Linked DNA regions of Mus musculus: region 2 is linked to region 1. The links are chromatin contacts, called in public HiChIP or PLAC-seq maps. All regions are on one chromosome and are shown on one strand. The core of a region is the stretch at or near the end of the contact, and the rest is flanking DNA. Distances in the headings are between cores, read along the strand shown.

Region 1 (6,209 bases), core at 1,661-4,160:
TCCATCCACCCACCTACCCATCCATCCATCCATCCTTTCAGGTTCTCAAGTATTCTAGATTGGCCTCAAGTTGGCATCTTCGGATGACCTTGAACTCCTGAACCTCCTGCTATAATCCTTCTAAGTGCCGGATTGACGGACATTTCTTACCACACCTGGTTTATATAGTGCTGGGCACCAAGCCCAGGGCTTTGTAAGCAACCACTCTACTGAGTGAGCTACAGTCCTAATTCCATCATTAGACTTTGAGATTCAGAAAATCTCTAACATACATCCATTTAGAACTTTATAACATATAGCAAAGATAAAATACTTCTTGGTGCTGGTTAAATCTTGCAAAGTTCCCCCAGCACCAAGCAATAAGTCTTACTCTAGCAAGAGCAATGGCTATTTAAACATTGTGAATAAAATATTACATAACCAGTTTAACTTATGCTCTACTCATAGAAAGACTCTGTTGTAAAGCAAACATGTCTTTGTTTCAGATAGGTTTTCCTGGGAGTATTTTATGAGAAAGGTGCTTTCTACAGGCTCAGGTAGCTGACCGCTCACGCCCCAGGTGATAGAGATAAATGTTTGGGGGGGGTGGGTGAGGGGGTTGGGGGGGTGGGAGGGTGGAGGGGTGGGAGGGTGGGGGGTGCCTTAGGAGGTTCGGCTTTGCTGCAGGAGGTCCATCACTGGAGGTGGCCCTCAGTTTAAAGCCTCTGCTTCTAGTTTGCTCTCTCTGCTTGATGCCTGTAGTTTAAGAAGGTGAGCTCCCAGCCCCCTGCTTCTGCTGCCATGCGTGCTGTTCGCTCTATCTGTCTGCCATGACAGGCGCCATCTCTCTGTTCTGAAAGGCAGATAGAATCTTCCTTCTGTAAGTTGCTTTTGGTGATGATATTCCATCACAGCAAAAGAAAAGTAACACATGCCATTAAATTCCAGGCTGACCTAAAACTCAGGACCCTTCTGTCTCCACTCCATACCACCACACCTGGATTCTCCATGATCTTCTGGTGTGGGTGATAGTTTTATGGATTTCTATTACATCTCTTCAAAAAAATCATTTTATGATTCTCCTTATCTGATTTGGAAGACCCCTCTCCCTGCAGACTTCTGTGCTATGATTCGAAGTGTGTGTTTTTCTGGAGTGCTATGCCTTGTCTTCCTGTAGGTTATGAGTTCACAGCTGCCTTGAAGCATCCCACTTCTCACATTCCACAGTTGTATAGCGCTGCCCTCTGCCCTGGATCTGGGGACCAATCCCATCATGTCCTTTCTTTCTGTTCATCCCAACCAAGGTCACTGCCGAACACTGGAGTCTGATCCTCACATGGCCTTATACATCTCCTTATCTCGTTATCCCAATAGCTTTCTTTCTTTTTAAAGACATTTTTCAAAAATGATGTATTTGTTTTGTTTGTAAGAATACTCCATAACTGTCTTCAGACACACTAAAAGAGGGCATCAGATCCCATTACAGATGGTTATGAGCCACCATATACTGGGAATCGAACTCAGGACCTCTGAAAGAGTAGTCAGTGCTTTTAACTGCTGAGCCATCTCTCCAGCTCCCAAGACTTTATTTTTAACGACATGTATGTCTGGGTGTGGGTATGTGTGTTCTGTTTTATAAAAAGATAAGAAGGAAGGAATATGTTTGGTGGAGGTGCAGTATAGTATGGGGGAAAGGGGTGCCTCTGCGGGCCCATGCTGAGGCATCCCTTCCCCCTGAGGGACCAACTACACGATGGTATAGTATAGAATAGAGTTTATTTAGGGCATGGGAAGGGAAGTTGAGGGGGTAGTAGAGACAAAGGCAGAGAGAGAGAGAGAGAAAGGAGGAGGAGGAGGAGGAGGAAGAGGAGGAGGAGGAGGAGGAGGAGGAGGAGGAGGAGAGGCCCGCCAGGAGCACGTGGGGGAGGATGGGGTAAGGGAGCAAGAGGAGAAGAGAAGAGAGCAAGAGAGTGAGGATAGGGCAAGCAGCCCCTTTTATAGTGAGTCCCGCACACCTGGCTGTTGCCAGGTAACTGTGGGGCTGAGCCTAGCCGAGATGTCGCTCAGCATCAGATCTCCATGCAGCTAGAGTTCTAAGACGTTTGGAATTGCTTGATGTGGATGCTAGGGAACCAAACTCGGGTCCTTTCCGAGAGCAGCAGTGTGCTTCCGGTCACTGCGTGGAGGGGCCTCAGCAGCTTCCTCACAGCAACGGACATTCCCAGACACTCTTGTGCTGATCTTTCCACAATGGAGACCTGGCTATCTCGGGGAACACTTAGTGGTGTGTGCGAGCTGGGGGGTGGAGGGGTGCATTTCTTCTTCTACACTCCTTAAATGATGGGTTTGTAAATAAGTGGGTATCTTCATTATGGCTTCCAGAATATTTCCCCTACTATGTTTTGCCCCCCCCCCCCCCCCGCCCAAGGTCAACTAGCTCCCAGTAGTAAGTAGTAGCTTTCTCTCACAACAATCCCTCATTCTGTAAAGATTTTTAGCTCCAGATTCATCTTCCCGATGGGCCATGCGTTCGTTCATGCTTTTTCTTCTTTAGGCTTGTTTGTTTGTTTATTTTTAATGTGCATTGGAGTTCTGCCTCCAAGGTGTCAGATCCCCTGAAACTGCAATTATAGACAGTTGTGAACCACCATGTAGGTACTGGGAATTGAACCCCTGACCTTTGGAAGAGCAGCCAGTGCTCTTAACCCTGAGCAAACCATCTCTCCAGCCCTCTTTTATGATTTTTTTCCAGTATCTGGCCTTGGAGTCTGTACTTTTCTCATTGATGTGATTAAAAAACTCAGCAAAAGCGACTTAAGGTTTTATCTGTTTTGCAATCTGAGGGTGCATCCTGTCACAGTGAGAAGGCATGGTATTAGGACTGGGATGCGGCTCCTGGACCGGTCTCCTTTTATCAGCCCGAGACTCAAGTCCAAAGGGTAGTGCCACGCATATTCAGGGTGGTTCTCCCTCCCTTAGTTAAGCCTCTCTGGAAACACAGGTAAGCCTCTCCTCAGAGACACAGGTGTGTCTTCTGGTTGATTACAAATCCAAATGTTTTCCTATTCCAATGACTTCCTACCCTACCGCATCTATTCCTTGTGTGTGTGTGTGTGTGTGTGTGTGTGTGTGTGTGTGTGTGTGCGCGCGCGCGCGCATGTGATTGAAGGTTGAACCAAGGGCCTTCCTTGCACATGCTAGGGAAGAACTAGGCTCTATCCCCAGGCCCTCATAGTCAGTTTTTAGCCCCCAATCATTACTAATACCGCAGCTTTCCTGTCACCTCAATTTCAAGGGCTTCCTGTTATTAGTACAATGACTACGGTATAGAACTGGCTCACTCTGAGCACTCGCTGGTTAGATCATCTCAGGCAAATAGGTTACATTCCTTCAATCCCGTTTGCTCTATTCAGAGGCTGTTGTGCCAGTTAGCTGAGGTCAGACATTAGCAAAGAGAGACAGCAGGAGAGGAGCTGGAACAATGAACAGATTAAGGACATTGAAATTAAGCTTCAAAGAAAGAGGGAAAGCCAGAGCCGGGAGGACAATAGTCCCTTCTGGAGGACAGGGTTGGGACCCTGGCTGAAGGACAGTGAATAGATTGTAAGCGGGACTCCTGTTGGGTTGGTAAGGAGGGGACTAGAGAGATAAAGGAGGCCCTAGGATCCACAGAGAAGATAATGTTCCAGAGCACACAGTAGGGGCTGAGTAAATATTTATTGAGAAAGTAGGTGGATTCTGCAGAGGCAGGCAGGTTGTGCTATTTTCTCAGCCTGTTTTGGATAGAGCCCTGCGAGCGGTGGCCTGTTTTCCACAGGTGTTGGGGGAAGGGCAGGCTCTGTTCTGCTGGCTATTGAGTAAACAAAACAAAACAAAACACCGCAGGAGCTGGGAGTGATAGTGCTTGTCTGTAGCCAACACTCAGGAAGTAAAGGGAGACAACAGGAGTTCAGGGTCAGCTTCAGCTTGAGGCCAGCCTGGCCTACATTCCAGCCTCCACCCCAAGTCAAGCAAACTGAGTTGGACTTGGACTCAGTAGGTGTTACACACACACACACACACACACACACACACACACACACACACATACACTGTGTATATGTGTATATATGAAGACATGCAGTGGGAAAGGCAGGAATTTGATCAAGATCTATTGTGCATGTGTAAAATTGACAAAGAAAAAAATAAATAAAAATACTGAAAAGAAAGAAAAAAGGAAGGGGGCTGGGTGAAGGATGATGGGGTATGTGTGGGGAGAATAAAGGAAAATGAAAATTTTACTTTATTATAGGGCTACACATTTTATGTTTGATGTTTCCTTTGGGGAAAAAAATCAATCTTATTGTGTAGCTTTGGTTGGCCCAGTATCAATATATAGATAGCCCAGGCTGGTCTGCTATTCAATGTATAGATAGTCTAGGCTGGCCTGGTGGTATTCAGTGTATAGATAGCCTAGGCTGGCCTGGTATTCAGGGTATAAATAGCCTAGGCTGGCCTGGTATTCAGTGTATAGATAGCCCAGGTTAGCCTCAGGTTTGCAGGCTCTTCGTCAGCGTCCCAAGAGCTAGGTTTACCAGTGTGCACACTTGGCTGGGTTAGACATCGTAATACACGAACATTTCATTCTTCATGACAGTCTTCCCAGGCCAACACTAATCACTGTTCTTCTTCTTTGTTTTAATTTTTCTTTATTCTTGAGAAATTCATACACATATACAATGAGACATGATCATATCAACCTGCCCCCCCCATTTCTCCACCCCAACTTCCTTCACATTTCACTCCAACAGAGTCCCTTCCAACTTTCTGACATATATATAGGATAGATGTCACACCTCACACACACACACACACACACACACACACACACACACACACACACGAACTCAGTGCTGCCCACGTGGGTATGGTTACGGGGCCATTCACAGGAGCATGAGCAACTTGCCAGTGGCCACACATACAAATCAATCAATCAATCAATCAATCAGCCTCTCTCCTCATCAGTGAACAACTGCCCACAGCTCCTCAGTAAGGGGCAGCGTCTGGAGACTCCCCAGTCTATGCTGCCATTTTGGCAGGGCTGACCTCACGCTGGCCTCTGTGGGTTTGAGAGCCCTGTAGTCATGTCAAGTCCAGAAGACAGGATTTCAGAACACTCCCTTTATCGTCTGCTCTCTCATTCTTTCTGCCCCCTCCTCTGAAACTTGGTGGTAGTGTTGGGGGTGGAGTGGGGTGATGTGTTAAGAAAGATGTCCTATTCCGGGCCGAGCACTCAGTGTATCCTCCGCTCACACGGGCTAAGTCATTTCAGCATTGACTGCTGCCTGCTGCCAAATGAAGTGCCTCTGACCAATGGCGAGCGCAGCCCAGGTCCTAGGTCTGATCCAGTCCCCTTGCCCAGGTCAGCAGCTTCTAGTCATGGGCTCCTGTGGGCCTTCACTGCTGTTAAGGTCCAAAGAAAGCGTGCTATGTAGGAAGACTTGGAGCTCGGAGTGTGTTTAGAGTCCAGGGCCTTGCGTTTCCTCTTCTTTTGTTGAAGTACTTTACTAGATGTAAACTCACTGAGGTTAGGCCCTGTGTACGCAGCAGCACGCACGCACGCGCATATGCAGATGGCTATAGACTGGCTGGCAGCGAGCCCTGGGGATTGCCCTTTCCCCTCCCAGGTGTCGGGATTATGAGTACACACCGGCACACCTTTCTTTTTATATGGATGCTGAGGACTCAAGTCCTCACCCTTACCCAGCATGCACTCCCCAGACTGATCCAGGTCCTTGGCCCTAGGGCACTGCCTTATCTTTTCAACTTTTATCCTTCCCTTCCACCAAGAAAAACGCTTAGTCAAGGTCTGTGTGGTTGGACTGAGTTTGCCCGAGCTAGCTGCTGATCACTCTTGTCCCACCTCAACCTACCCCACCAGGCCCCACGTTTTTCAGGCATTTTCAGGTCTATCTCAAAGATTCGCCCTTTCTTCTATCCCCTCCTACAGAGTCATCTCACCGTGGTCCCTGTCTCTTGCCGTGAGTGCTCAACCCTTCTGGTAATGTCCAATGTCTCCATAGGATTCCTGAAGATGAAATGCATGGGCGCACACACTCCAGCCGTATCCGAGCCATTCCATCCCTCTGCTCGGCATGTAGCAATCACTAAGTTAGTGATGAGTTAGCTTCTAGGTTAGTTAACTTTACATCTGATACTCTGGTCACAGGCCATGCAACAGGGAACTTACC
Region 2 (6,209 bases), core at 1,825-4,324, 280 kb after region 1:
TAGATTTTGAGATAGAGCCTTGCTAAGTTGATCATGCAAGCCTTAAATACTCTGTAGGCAGACAGGTCTTGAAATGGAAACCCTGTTGCTTCAGTTTCCCAAGTAATTTGGATTACAGGTCTGTATGAAATCTGGCTTTTTGAGGGAGGGAAGAAAAGAAGAAAGGAGGGAGGGAGGGAGGGAGGGAGAGAGAGAGAGAGAGAGAGAGAGAGAGAGAGAGAGAGAGAGAGACTGAGACTCTGTGCATCTCCAGTTGACGTTGGACTTTACTACCACTGCATAGTTCAGGCTGGCATCAAACTCAAGGCAATCCTCTTGCCTCATCCTCCCAAAACCTGGGATTATAGTGCCAAACTGGCACTAGTTTAGACTTTCAAATAATAAAACCCTTGTGATGGTTTGTATATGCTTGTTCCAAAGAGTGGCACTATTAGGAGGTATGGCCTTGTTGGAGTAGGTGTGCCAATGTGTGTGTTGGCTTTAAGACCCTTATCCTATCTGCCTGGAAGTCAGTCTTCCACTAGCAGCCTTCAGATGAAGATGTAGAACTCTCAGCTCTGCCTACACCACGTCTGCTTAGGTGCTGCCATACTCCCACCTTGATGATAATGGACTGAGTCTCTGAACCTATAAGACAGCCCCAATTAAATGATGTGCTTTATAAGACTTGCCTTGGCCATGGAGTCTGTTCACAGCAGTAAAACCCTAACTAGGATTTCTTTATAGGAAATATGGAAATGGCATGCTGGTGAGGACAAAACAGAGGAAAAGGGAATAACCATAAGCAGAAAATGTAGCATTATGGACATTCAGAGAAGGAAGAGGGAACAAAGATGTGAAATAAATGTTCAGAAATTATCTCAGTTTCAAACTTCCCCAACACTCAAAGCCACAGCTGTGTGCATGCATTGAGTTCTTGGTAAAGAGAAGAGGTTAATATTTGCAGGAAGAAATCATTAGCTAACCCACAAATCATACTTTTATTTATTCTTCCACTATGAAGGATGCACATTTGTTGGCTTAAGTCAGATCTCTGGCCTTACACAGTCTCCCTGTGGAAAAAATAATATTGACCAAGCTTCTGATCCTGCCTGACATGAAATTGCTACACACTCAGAATCATGGAAATTTTTAGCTGGAAAGTACCTTTGGATGGAATTTAGAGGCACTAAAACCAGTTGTGACCTCCACATCAATTATCGTTTATAGGAAGTCCTGATAAGTGCCATGGCGATAGAAAGTTTAAACAGTTCTGCAGATCAGCTGTGCGAATGAGGTCCCAGTGAGCATGTGCAAGATGAGAGTCTGGCTACAGGATATCGCACAGCTGAGGACCATGAAAGGATTGTTGGCAGCACAGAGATCTCTCAGTCCTTTCTCAATACAGCCAAGTGCAGTGTACAAAAAGCAAGCAAGCAAACAAACAAACAAACAAACACTATATGCATTCTACAAACAGAATGTCCTACCTCAGTTCAGGGAAACAGATGTTTGCCATAGACCAGTAGAGCCTCAGGAGGGCGGGAAAATGCTGAGCAAAAGGATCCAGCCTAGAACTGACTCTGCTCTGAAGGGCTCTGTGGACGACCAGAATGTTCCTTCCTAAAATATGAAGGATTGTTGCACTGAAGATGCTAAAGAAAGATGCCAGACAGAAAGATGCTGTCTCACCTCCCTCTGTCCAAAAGCAAGACACAGAATTTTAGAAATAAAATCTGCCGTGCCTCCTATCCCTCCAGCATATATGCATTACCAAAGAGAACAAAGCTTAATGACCGGAGACACTGTGAAGTACCGTGTGCTAGCTCATGTCTGCAATCCCAGCATCTGCCAAATCTTCTCCAGAATACACATGGGGCCAGCCTGAGCTGCACGGGACCCTGTCTCAAAAACAAATGAACAGAATGAAGAAGAAGAAAAATACAGTTTGGAGAGGAATATGACCTTTATCTGACAGTTGTTTGCTTTCCCCTGTAACTTCTCATAGACACACAAAATCCTTTTCCTCTGAATCATTAAGTCTATTACAATGCACTTGTTTGTTGTTAAGGATGCTGAATAAACTGGAATTCAAAGTCATCTCTCTGAAAACAACTCATTCCATAGGTGTCCTCCGTGTATACATGAAGCAGACATGCAGGCAACACGCCTATAGCTCCAGAAACCGAGACAGGAGGATGGGTGTGGGTTCAAGGCTAGCCTGGGTTACCCAGTGAGAGTTGGTTCCAGACTAGCCAGTACTACATAGTCAGACCGTATCCCTGAAAGAAAAGAACAATAATCAATAGCTTCGGTCTGATCTCTTATTCTCTGAACTCTAAAAACACAAATCACAACAGCAGTGGTTTGAATATGCGCCTAGTTTTCATGTGTCAGAAACGTAGTGGTTTGAATGAGAATGGCCCACAGAGACTCATATATTTGAATGTTTAGTCCCCAGTTGGTGGAACTGTTTAGGAAGGATGGGTAGATGTAGCCTTATTGAAAGAAGTGTGTCACTGTGGTTGGGCTTGGGGTTTCAAACACCTACTGACATTCCCAATGCATTCTCTGCCTCCTACTTGTGGATTGAGAGACGTGAGCTTCAGCTGCCGCTCCAGCCACTTGCTGCCGTGCCTTTGCTTGTCCATCATAACTCTAACCCTCTAATTAAACTCTTTTTTTAATTTTTTTAAAAAATAAATTGCCAAGATAAATAAATAAATTAGCTAGCCTTGGCCTTGGTGTTTTGTCATAGCAACAGAAAAGTAACTAAGACAGTCGATGTACTTGGACATTTGATTCCCTGTAGTTATTGCTTGGGAGGAACCTTAAGGAGGTAGAGTGTTGCTAGAGGAAGTAGATCACTGGGGGCAAGCTTTGAGGTTTTCTAACCTGACGCCACTTCCTGTTCTTTCTGTTTCCTGAAATGTGATCTCTCTGGCTTTCTGATTTCTGGTTCCTGCGGTTCCTACTCCGGTGCCAGCCCCACCAAGGCGGCTTTCTGATTTCTGGTTCCTGCGGTTCCTACTCCGGTGCCAGCCCCACCAAGGCGGCTTGTACCCACTTAAGCAAAACCTTCCCTCCTCTAAGCTCAGGAACAGAAAGAAACCGATACAGTGCGTGGTGCAGCGGTGTGGAGCAGTGGGGATAACACACCCACTAACTGAGATCAGAAGATAGCGCAACTTACTCAAGGCTGAGGTAAATCAGCAGCTAACAGTGGCGAGGAGGATACAAAGCAAGGATAAAGATTCCTCAGTGTAGAGGGTCAAATTCCCCTGGACTGAACTGAAAGTAATCCTCCTGCCCCACCCCTCTGACTGCTGTGATTACTGGAGTGTGCGTCTGCACCCAGTTACTTTTTTTTTTTTTTTTTTTTTTTTAAGTTCCTGATACTTGGCATGCCTAAAGAGATCCACCCAACAGAACTGAACTAGACAAATCCAGACAAAGTAAGGGTAGTCTCACAGTTTAGCTCGCAGTTTTTAACTAATGACTCTGGACTTGTCCCTCTAACCTGCATCATTTCCTGAACCTCGATTTCATTTCCTGTGACCTGCTAGGCACCTTTAGTCAAATGTCCTACTGATACTCAAAACTCAGTACTGCTGCTTGGAAACACATCTGCCAGCGTTTCACCAGAAAGGCAAGGCAAGAAAGAGCACATACCTGCAGTCCTGGGCTGGGGAGACAGAGGTCTGAAAAATCACGGGCTTGAGACCAGCCTGGGCTCTATCAAGACGGTCATATGTATATGTAAATCTAGATGTATATGTATATCGTATATGTGTATCCTATATATATATATATATACTTGATCTCACGTCTAACCTTTACTAAACAGACTATATAAAAGCCTCTGTTTCCATGGTTATAAAATGTTGAGTGCTGTACATAACAGAAATACTGGAAGCTGGGCATGGTGGCGCATGCCTTTAATCTGAGCACTTGGGAGGCAGAGGCAGGTGGATTTCTGAGTTCGAGGCCAGCCTGGTCTACAGAATGAGTTCCAGGACAGCCAGGGCTACACAGAGAAACCCTGTCTCGAAAAAACAAACAAAGTACTAGGAAAATACTAGGAAAAGTAAGAAATGCAGTAGTATTGAATGCACAGCGTAGTATCCTTTTTTTTACAGTCCTTGCTTCGTGTTATTACCAAAAATGTAACATTTTTTTCTCATACCTTCCTTTTTCCTCCTCCCTTTTCCTTCCTTTCTTTCTGTCTGTCTTTTGCAATAGTATCATGAGGTCCAGGCTAGCCTCGACCTCCCTATATAGTTGAGGATGACCCTGAATTTCTGATTCCTTCCGCACCTCCTCCATGCTGGGATTTGAGCTGGACACCATGGCCCTCGGCAGCTCTTCTTTCTTGATCCTCAAATTCAACCAGTTGCTCAGTTGTGAGGGTCAAGACCCCACGCCCCCACCCACCCACCCCTGCATGCAGCATCCCCTGCCCTCAACTGCTTCTCCCTCTTGGTCCTGCCACAAAACAGAGGACAGTGGCTGATTATGACCTCCAGGTGCAAATACCTTGACTGCCACAAAGATAGTCTGTTCCCTGTCTCTCTCAGTTCCTCTCTCTTCCATTCCTGAGTTCTGAGAGCTCAGGATTCCTTCGGGTGGAACCATCTGGGTCCTATATCGTTCCAACCATTCCCCAGACAACACTGCAGTGATGTTACCGCGCTCGTTGACATGGGAGTCAGGTTCACTTTCCTGCAAGACTCCTTCCTTTGCAGCCCTGACATGCACATTTAATTTGTTGCCCCATTTAACACAATCCTCTGCTTTAACCCCAAAATACACAAAAGAGCACATTTCCTGCAGGGGACGGGGAACCAGTCAGCTAAACTGCTTTTGCTTTCCTAACCCCAAGGCGGTATGTCCATTGTTAGCTTCCGTTCGATTGTTTACGGAGGGGCTGAGGGTGTAAGAGGCTGAGAATATGTCTGTCCTAGTTCTGGGCTCTCCGTAGCTAGAATCCCTGTGATTTGCTTTCCCACAACTGTGCTGTTTGGGGGCATGCTCACAGATCAGCAACTGTGCGCTTTTGCCTCCTCTGCATTCAAAGCTCAATATCCACTGCAAGCAATTTCCCCAGCGGAGGGGGGTGGGGGGTGGGGGAGAAGCAATGAGCAGCTGGGTGGACGTTTTAGAGGTGATTTCATTTACCTTTATTTTAGACACAACTCTTCTTGGGCTATTTAAAATAAATAAAAATGTACGCTGTTTGAGTGGATCTTAATCGGCAACAGTCTTCAAAGATATTTCAGCCGTCTGAATGAGGGATGTGTCCCTCGCCCCATGAGGCAACCCATGCAATGCCTGTCTGAGAACCCCCACTCACTTTCTCTATGTGGGAAAGACCCAACGTTAAGAGTTTGCCCATCCTTCCCGTATATGTCTCAGCGATTAAATACGGATCTAAGCTTGCGGGTAGGAGAGTGTAGATTTGTTTGGAACGCTATTTTTCTGACACCAGAGCTGGAACTCAGGGCAAATGTTCTTCTACTACTGTGCTGTATCTCCAGCCTGGTTTTGGGGTTTTTTGACATAAAATGTGCGCGTGTGCGCGTGTGCGTGTGTGTGTGTTGGCTTCTGAAAAGGTTTCTACACTCCTAAGAGACTTAGCTATGTGTAGTAGTGCTCACTTTTGATCCTAGTACTCAGGAGGCAGAGGCAGGTGGATGTCTGTGAGTTCGAGGGCAGTTTGGTCTTTAGAATGTGTTCCAGGACAGCCAGGGCTGGAGGAAGACCAAGTCTTAAAACAAACAAACAAAGACTCACTAGAAAAAGCAGCACTTTTAACTTGGGCATGATTCTTAGACCCCCCCCCCCCCCCCAGGACATGGTTACCGTGGTAAAGACAGCAGAGCAAAAGTTAGGAAAAGAGATAAGTTTTTGATAATAAGATTGAGCTATGGAATAAAAATGCCCACCTGAGTCCACCACAGCACAGATTTCTTGTTGTGTTAGATCATAAACTTATCTTCTTTTGAATAGTTTGGTGAATAAATTGGTGGGGTTTTTTTAAATCTCTTTTTTTCCCTTAAAGACTGATATTGGACTCTCCATAACCAGGTAAAGCCATTCTGGGTAATGGATCAATACCTCATACACAAGCATATGGATAAAAGAAAAAAAATTGGGACCTATTTTGTAATCAGTAAAACCACCCATGTCAAGACACACATTTTATTCTGGAAAATCAGTGAATTTCTTGC

What was found. HiChIP or PLAC-seq counts read pairs in DNA pulled down with a chosen protein or histone mark.
Region 2: a contact with region 1 is called in an H3K27ac HiChIP or PLAC-seq map of embryonic stem cells, with 5 read pairs. The contact joins two enhancer-like sites. A contact is called at or near these places in 1 of 15 datasets of contacts at CTCF or cohesin (the NIH/3T3 cell line), 2 of 484 Hi-C or Micro-C datasets (bone marrow-derived macrophages and embryonic stem cells), 9 of 115 datasets of contacts at active chromatin or transcription factors (bone marrow-derived macrophages, embryonic basal ganglia, embryonic forebrain and 3 more) and 1 of 9 other capture datasets (embryonic stem cells).

The regions. Positions count from the first base shown.
Region 1 is chr10:95,592,606-95,598,814 of GRCm38.p6, forward strand. No RefSeq gene overlaps it. Among named protein-coding and RNA genes, the nearest start is that of Nudt4, 32 kb to the left of the region's middle. Within about 2 kb of position 2,911, at least 40 of the 459 cell types and tissues checked have an H3K27ac peak or open chromatin away from gene starts, as enhancers often do. A contact at or near this core is called in embryonic stem cells, where this site is marked.
Region 2 is chr10:95,877,252-95,883,460 of GRCm38.p6, forward strand. The region is part of intron 3 of Gm33377 (a long non-coding RNA gene); the gene reads left to right. Among named protein-coding and RNA genes, the nearest start is that of Gm24433, 18 kb to the right of the region's middle. Within about 2 kb of position 3,075, at least 88 of the 459 cell types and tissues checked have an H3K27ac peak or open chromatin away from gene starts, as enhancers often do. A contact at or near this core is called in embryonic stem cells, where this site is marked.